2 separate regions of the Zea mays genome follow, and region 2 is linked to region 1. A link is a contact called in public Hi-C data. All regions are on one chromosome and are shown on one strand. Each heading gives the region's core, a stretch centred on a gene start, on an enhancer-like site or on the middle of the called end of the contact. The rest is flanking DNA. Distances are from core to core; before and after follow the strand shown.

Region 1 (3,005 bases), core at 252-2,751:
GAGCAGGTACGTGTACAACTATGTGTACTCGTTTGGCTTCAAAGCTGCTCCCGTAGTTTGTTGAATTTATACTGAAATATACAAGAAGGTACAGGTTTGAAAACAAGGTGCCGGGCTAGAGTTCTGGATATCTCATAAATAATCATAGTCCGTGCAGTGTGATGAATAAATGAATAAAGTTTGGCGGTGCTCATTTAATTGCTCAAATAGCTACGATCGAGTGCTGTGGCTGACGCCCATATAAAAAATCGTCCATACCAGAGATGTACTCAAGCATGCACCCGCCAGCAAGGAAAAAACAATAAATTAAACAACTACCAATGCTTCAGGCATCATCTTCTCAACAACTCAATATTTATTTAATTTTTTCTCGAGTTTAATCATTGCCGTGAGTATTTTGTCATTCATGAAAGGATTATATGAGCTTTTGATCAACTATAAGGGCCTTTTAGGTAAGTGGCTAAATTATAGATTATCTGTATAACACCGACTCCCTTTGTCCACAAGACATTGTCATGGTAATATTTTGTCCTAAGTCAAATAAACTTAAGGTTGACTAATAAATTTGTCCATATTTTTCTCCGAAATAGTGTACTGCAAAAATATGTTCCAGGATAATCTAATAATGTTTATTTGGTAATATAGATATATGTATTTTTTTACATACATATACATAAGTTTAGACAAAAACTTGAATGTTTTGCTCTTTTAAACATGGAATATACAAATAACTACGGTGATTTGATACCCGGTGTCATCGCTAGCGATTTTCATAATGGATGGTCAACCTAATAGTGAGCGATCATGCGAATAAAAGGCCATGTTGGGTGGCTAACAAGGTGGCAACTACCAATCTAATCTTGCAAAGCTAATGTCACCTTGTACCATCTGCTACATGGATTCCCAACCCTACAAAGACTATTTGGCTGTCAAGTGTCAAATGTACTCTCCACGAATCATTAACCAGACAAGGACTCTCTAAGATACATCTCCAAGACTCTCAAGGCGTTGAAATCTTTGATCACATGGGTTTTCATTTCTCCTGTGGTTGAGGTTGAGAGGTTAAGGGAGAGAATGAGGGAGGGGAAGATGCATGTGGACAGTGGACTCCATGCTGGATTTTGCCAACGACTCAGTATGCATGTGAGATGGATGCTAACCTAAGTGTACTATGCAGTTTAATAAAGGGCGTTTGACATGTATAATTCAATCACATTTTATGATGATATAAAAACATGAAGGCACTACTAGTGCCCCTTTTTTCATTCTTTTTCCAAAGTAAACCAAGGTAGCTCAGGTCTACTGGTTAAGTGAGGGAGCTGAGGTTTCATTCTGGTGACCACTAGCGGTGTCGACACGGCGGGATGGCCCCACGTGGGCGCCAGCGGTGTCAGTGACGGAGAGCTCCTCAGATCTGAACTCCAGTGGGCGGCGACCCTTCACCGCGGAGGTTGACCCCCAAACCGCCGTCTCGCACTCTCCCGCCTCCCTATAACTAATCTCCTCCTTTCCACTCCCCGCCGCGCGAAACCACACGCGGCGGCCGCCTCCTCCACCACGCCGATGGCGACCCCTCACTCACCCAGACCCAGCTGAACAACTCCCTCCACCAAGCACACGCAAGCAGGAGAAGGAGCAGGAGCAGGAGCAGGAGCCGAGGGCGGCGACAGAGAATAGAGGTAGAGGAAGGCGATCGACGAGGAGCTCGGTCTCACCTGCTAGCGGCGGCGACCATGGACCGGATGCTGCTCGACCAGCTGGCCGGCGAGGCCCTGCGGGAGGTGCTGCACGCGGTGCAGGGCACCCTGTTCTGCCGCTCCACCGCCGAGCGCCTGCGCCGGAGCGTCGAGCCGCTGCTGCCGCTCGTCCAGGGCCTCGGCCCGCACAGCACCCAGCGCTCCGCGGGGGAGCTCGGCGAGCTCGCGGCGCGGGTCAGGGAGGCGCTCGACCTGGCGCGCCGCGCCGCCGCGTCCCCGCGCTGGAACGTCTACCGCGCCGCGCAGCTGTCGCGCCGGATGGAGGCGGCCGACCGCGGCATCGCGCGCTGGCTGGAGCGCCACGCCCCCGCGCACGTCATCGGCGGCGTGCGCAGGCTCCGCGACGAGGCCGACGCGCGCATCGGTCGCCTCGAGCGCCGCGTCGAGGAGATCGCCGCCGCCACCGCGCAGCCGCCGCCCCCCGCCCTCTCCGTCCCCGTCGCGCCGCCGCCGCACAAGGGCGTGCCCATGCCGATGGAGGCGCCGCTCGCTAAGCCCGCCTTCGTCGCTATGACGAAGGAGGTGCCGCAGCACAAGGGCATGGCTATGTCGGAGCCGGTGCCGGCGAAGGCGGCGCCCGCCAAAGCCGGGGTGATGGCCATGGACATCGCCGACGGACACGAAGACGCGGAGGGGATGGTTGGCGGCGGCGTCAAGGTGGCCAAGGAAAAGGTGAAGGAGATGGTTATGAGCGGCGGCGGCAGCTGGGAGGTGGTCGGGATCTCCGGCATGGGCGGCAGCGGCAAGACCACGCTCGCCATGGAGGTCTTCAGGGATCACAAGGTCCGAGGTAAGCAGAACATCGACCACCAGATCCAAACCTTCTTTTCCTTCAGTTCTTTCCAAATCCTGTGCAAAGGTCGCGTCTTTCACAGGAATCGTCCTGTCCTTCCCTGCAAAAATTGCATCTTCCCCATGAATAGTGGGTGCTAAATTCTCCAAATTGGCGGCATAGCATCGTAGGTGGTTGGTTTGCGTGCGTGTCGTGCAATTAGGTAAAGGCGAGGTTGATGCTTTCGTTTTTCCCCAAACCACATGTTCGGTCAAATTTGGCGCTTTGACCACCAGCTAGTGACAACTGTACTGTTGTGATGGGGTTTCAGATTGCTTTTGTGAATTACCATGCTTGGACTTGAGTAACCTTATCGTGTCGTGTTCATGGACCATGGTGGCTACTTAATCTTAAATCAAGATACGTATCTGCTTAACGAACCGCACATGAGACTAATCAAATCTATTTCACATAGA
Region 2 (3,005 bases), core at 244-2,743, 520 kb after region 1:
GACCTGTTAAATTTTCACGACGTGATGATGTTTTCGTGTACTAGTTAATAATAAAAATAAATAATTACTGTGCCAAAAGATCATTTATTGTACAAATATATTTATTTCGATGTACACATGATGATTTATTACATATAATGATATGTATAAGTGACAATGTTTGCATTAATAACAAAGGAAAATATGTCCTAATTACAATTTAAATGAGGACAGAGATCTCCGTCGGAGATTTATCTCCGCGGGGTACGGAGATGATGAAGAAATATCTATCGCAGACGTTCATAGGATTTCTATAGAGAACTTTTTTTTCGTCACAGAGACAAGGATGAAGAGCTATTTCCGGACGGAAAATTCGCTGTTGTCATCCCTATCCTCAGGGTCAGGTTAGCTTTGTATGCGTTTGGGTTGCCATCATTGATGGAAAAAAAGCTGGATAAGCCCCCTTGCACGTTGGCCAGACTTTAGTATGCCAACCCGAGCAGATTAAAGCAGCTAACCAAAAGGTCGTCTAACCTTTGCACACACTTTAACCTAATCGCTTGTGTGATATATATATAGGTTCCCGATGTTTGACCAGTGCATATGCATGGGCTCGGCAGCTCTGAGAAGCGCACATGGATGCGATGCATCTCACAAGAAATGCTCAAATCCGCCTGTAAACGCAACAAGATCCTCTGCAGCTACTCCTCACATGTAGGTGAAGAGAGGATCTGCTGGTAACTACTGACGCCATTGGATGAGACAATGCACTAAGTTGCAGGGCAAAAGACAGCCAAATGTATAGTACAAAATGACCTGATGCACTCGTAGGGATGGAATACAGATTCCATGATAATGTAGTGAAAAAAAAGGCAAGTTGATGAGATAGTTAGTTGCACAAGGCGAAATGCATGCAAAAGGGACCACTTATCTGCAGCGCCATTACCTTTTTTTAGCCCTTGTAATTAGCATCCAAAAACTGTACGTACTAAACTTCAGTCCGAGATTCAAACAGGCGCTTAGGAAGCTATGGCTGGCAGATGCGGTGTCCACTTTCTCTGTCCAAAACTTCGGTAGAAAATTGCCCGTCCATACATATCTGTAGTGTAGCTGCTTGGAGAATCTGAAAATGGCAGCTTTCACAGCAACGAGCAGTAGGCTACCTTCATCAACTTATCCATCCATATTTAAACTTCAGTATGTAAACAGCGTAAGACAATAAGCTTGGATAGACTGATGCAAACTTGGATAGAACCCATTATAATAAAAACCACTGTGATTACAACAGATGTTTATCTTACCTATCAAGTTCACAGAATCACAGAGCAAGTTAAGTTCTTGGACCAGGCACATGCCGACGCCCCCGGCCACCGGGACGACGGCGGCGGAGATCGGAAGAGGCGTTCCATCATATCCGCCGGAGCATCTTCCTCGCCGCCGCAGGCTGGGGCGGTGGCTGCCATGGCGTCCGCGAAACGTTATTGGGCTGCCCATCTGGAGCTACGATGCCCCAATAAGAGCCAAACTAAGCCCACGATGATATGATATATAAAAAAAGACTACACTCTAGTCGGTTCCTCCTCGAACTGTGGCCTAAGCTTTTTTTTTTTCTCGTGAGCTAATCTGGTTGCGAGGGAATCTCGCTGCCGACAGAATTTGAGTATTGTGCATATTACGTATAGAGAAAGATAAAATGGGTCTATATGGTTTAAGATCTACAAAGTGACATATTCCTACTGTCACAACGAATCGACCAATTATGTGTTCACGTTGATTTTGGATGGTTTTCGCTTGAGTGATTTTCATAAAAGCTAGCAAAAAGACTGGACGTTTGACAGTTCACAGCAACTTCTGATAGTCAAAATCAGCAAAAAAGCTAAAACAAACATGACCTATTTTACCTCTCTAAACTTCTAAAGCCATACAGATCTCTTTTTGACCCTAGCTTGCTGTGTTTTTAAGGTGGTTTTAACTTTAGAACTATTAGAATGTTCTAGAAATGTTCTTTTTTAGATTTTTTTTTCCTATTTTCAGAGCTAAATTGTTGTTTAAAAGTACCTAGAGATCGGTATATTCATAAGCTCTAGATATTTTATTTGGACCCAAATTTTCTCATTTTTTATAAAGATGTAGACTCATTTTTTGTGGTTTGAAAATGTCATCAAGTATTTACCACTAGCAGAGTGCTCGTACGTTGCTATGGTTTTTATTTATATTTAAATATACAATATAAAACATAAAAATATGTGTGCACTTTTGGCTAGTTGGGTATGAATAAGTTTAGAGCATCAGCCATGGTTCAAATGTCTATTTGTGCATATTTTTTATCTTACTATTTAAATATGGGGTAGCATGATAAGGCAACTCCAGCAACGTCGTGTATGCAAACATGTATAATATTGCTTTTTGCATTGTAGATGTATTGTTTGTAGAAATGAGTTTAAAATAGTGAGTGAGATAAGTAATGAGATATGTTGCCTACTGAAGATAGTCTAACGGTGGAAACCGTGGATTTAATATAGTAGAGAGAGATTTTTCTAAAAAGGAAGAAAACCATCTTCAAAACAACTCAGAAACTAGTGAGGATAACATTTAGTGGTTTTTAGAATTCAAAGGGTAAGATGTCTGGTTTTAGAGTTTTATGGCAATAGTACAGGGATATATAACAGATTTTTTCCATGATACTTAATTTGTAGAAAAAATATATTATATCTTACTAAATTATTATTATATTTTGATTTTTCTCCTTAGACTTTAAAAACATACATTTTACCACCTAAACTCTCAAGGCTATTTAAATTACCTCCATACCTTTAGATTTTTATGAGCGATAAATACTTGATAAGGTTTTTAAACCACAAAAAAATTCTACACTTTAAAATTTTAAACATATTTAGATAGAGATTAGATACGCTAAAACTAAATAGAATATTTAGAGCTCATAAAAATATCTCCTCGTGATTTTAAAAAGAGTTCGTTCTAGAAAAAATAGAAAAAATATATCCTAACAGAATAGAAAATTTCCA

What was found. A called contact is a pair of places that touch in the nucleus more often than the background predicts.
Region 2: a Hi-C map of ear shows a contact between it and region 1, with 2.7 times the contacts expected there. The contact joins the enhancer-like site here to the promoter of LOC103640507 in region 1. A contact is called at or near these places in 2 of 25 Hi-C or Micro-C datasets (bundle sheath and ear).

What each region holds. Positions count from the first base shown.
Region 1 is chr1:167,985,745-167,988,749 of Zm-B73-REFERENCE-NAM-5.0, forward strand. It overlaps LOC103640507 (putative disease resistance protein At5g47280), which reads left to right and starts at 1,502. Exons shown (of 4, transcript XM_008663275.4): 1 at 1,502-2,547. The coding sequence starts at 1,734.
Region 2 is chr1:168,508,863-168,511,867 of Zm-B73-REFERENCE-NAM-5.0, forward strand. No RefSeq gene overlaps it. Among protein-coding and RNA genes, the nearest start is that of LOC100282568, 5.3 kb to the right of the region's middle. Within about 2 kb of position 1,494, at least 5 of the 20 cell types and tissues checked have an H3K27ac peak or open chromatin away from gene starts, as enhancers often do. A contact at or near this core is called in ear, where this site is marked.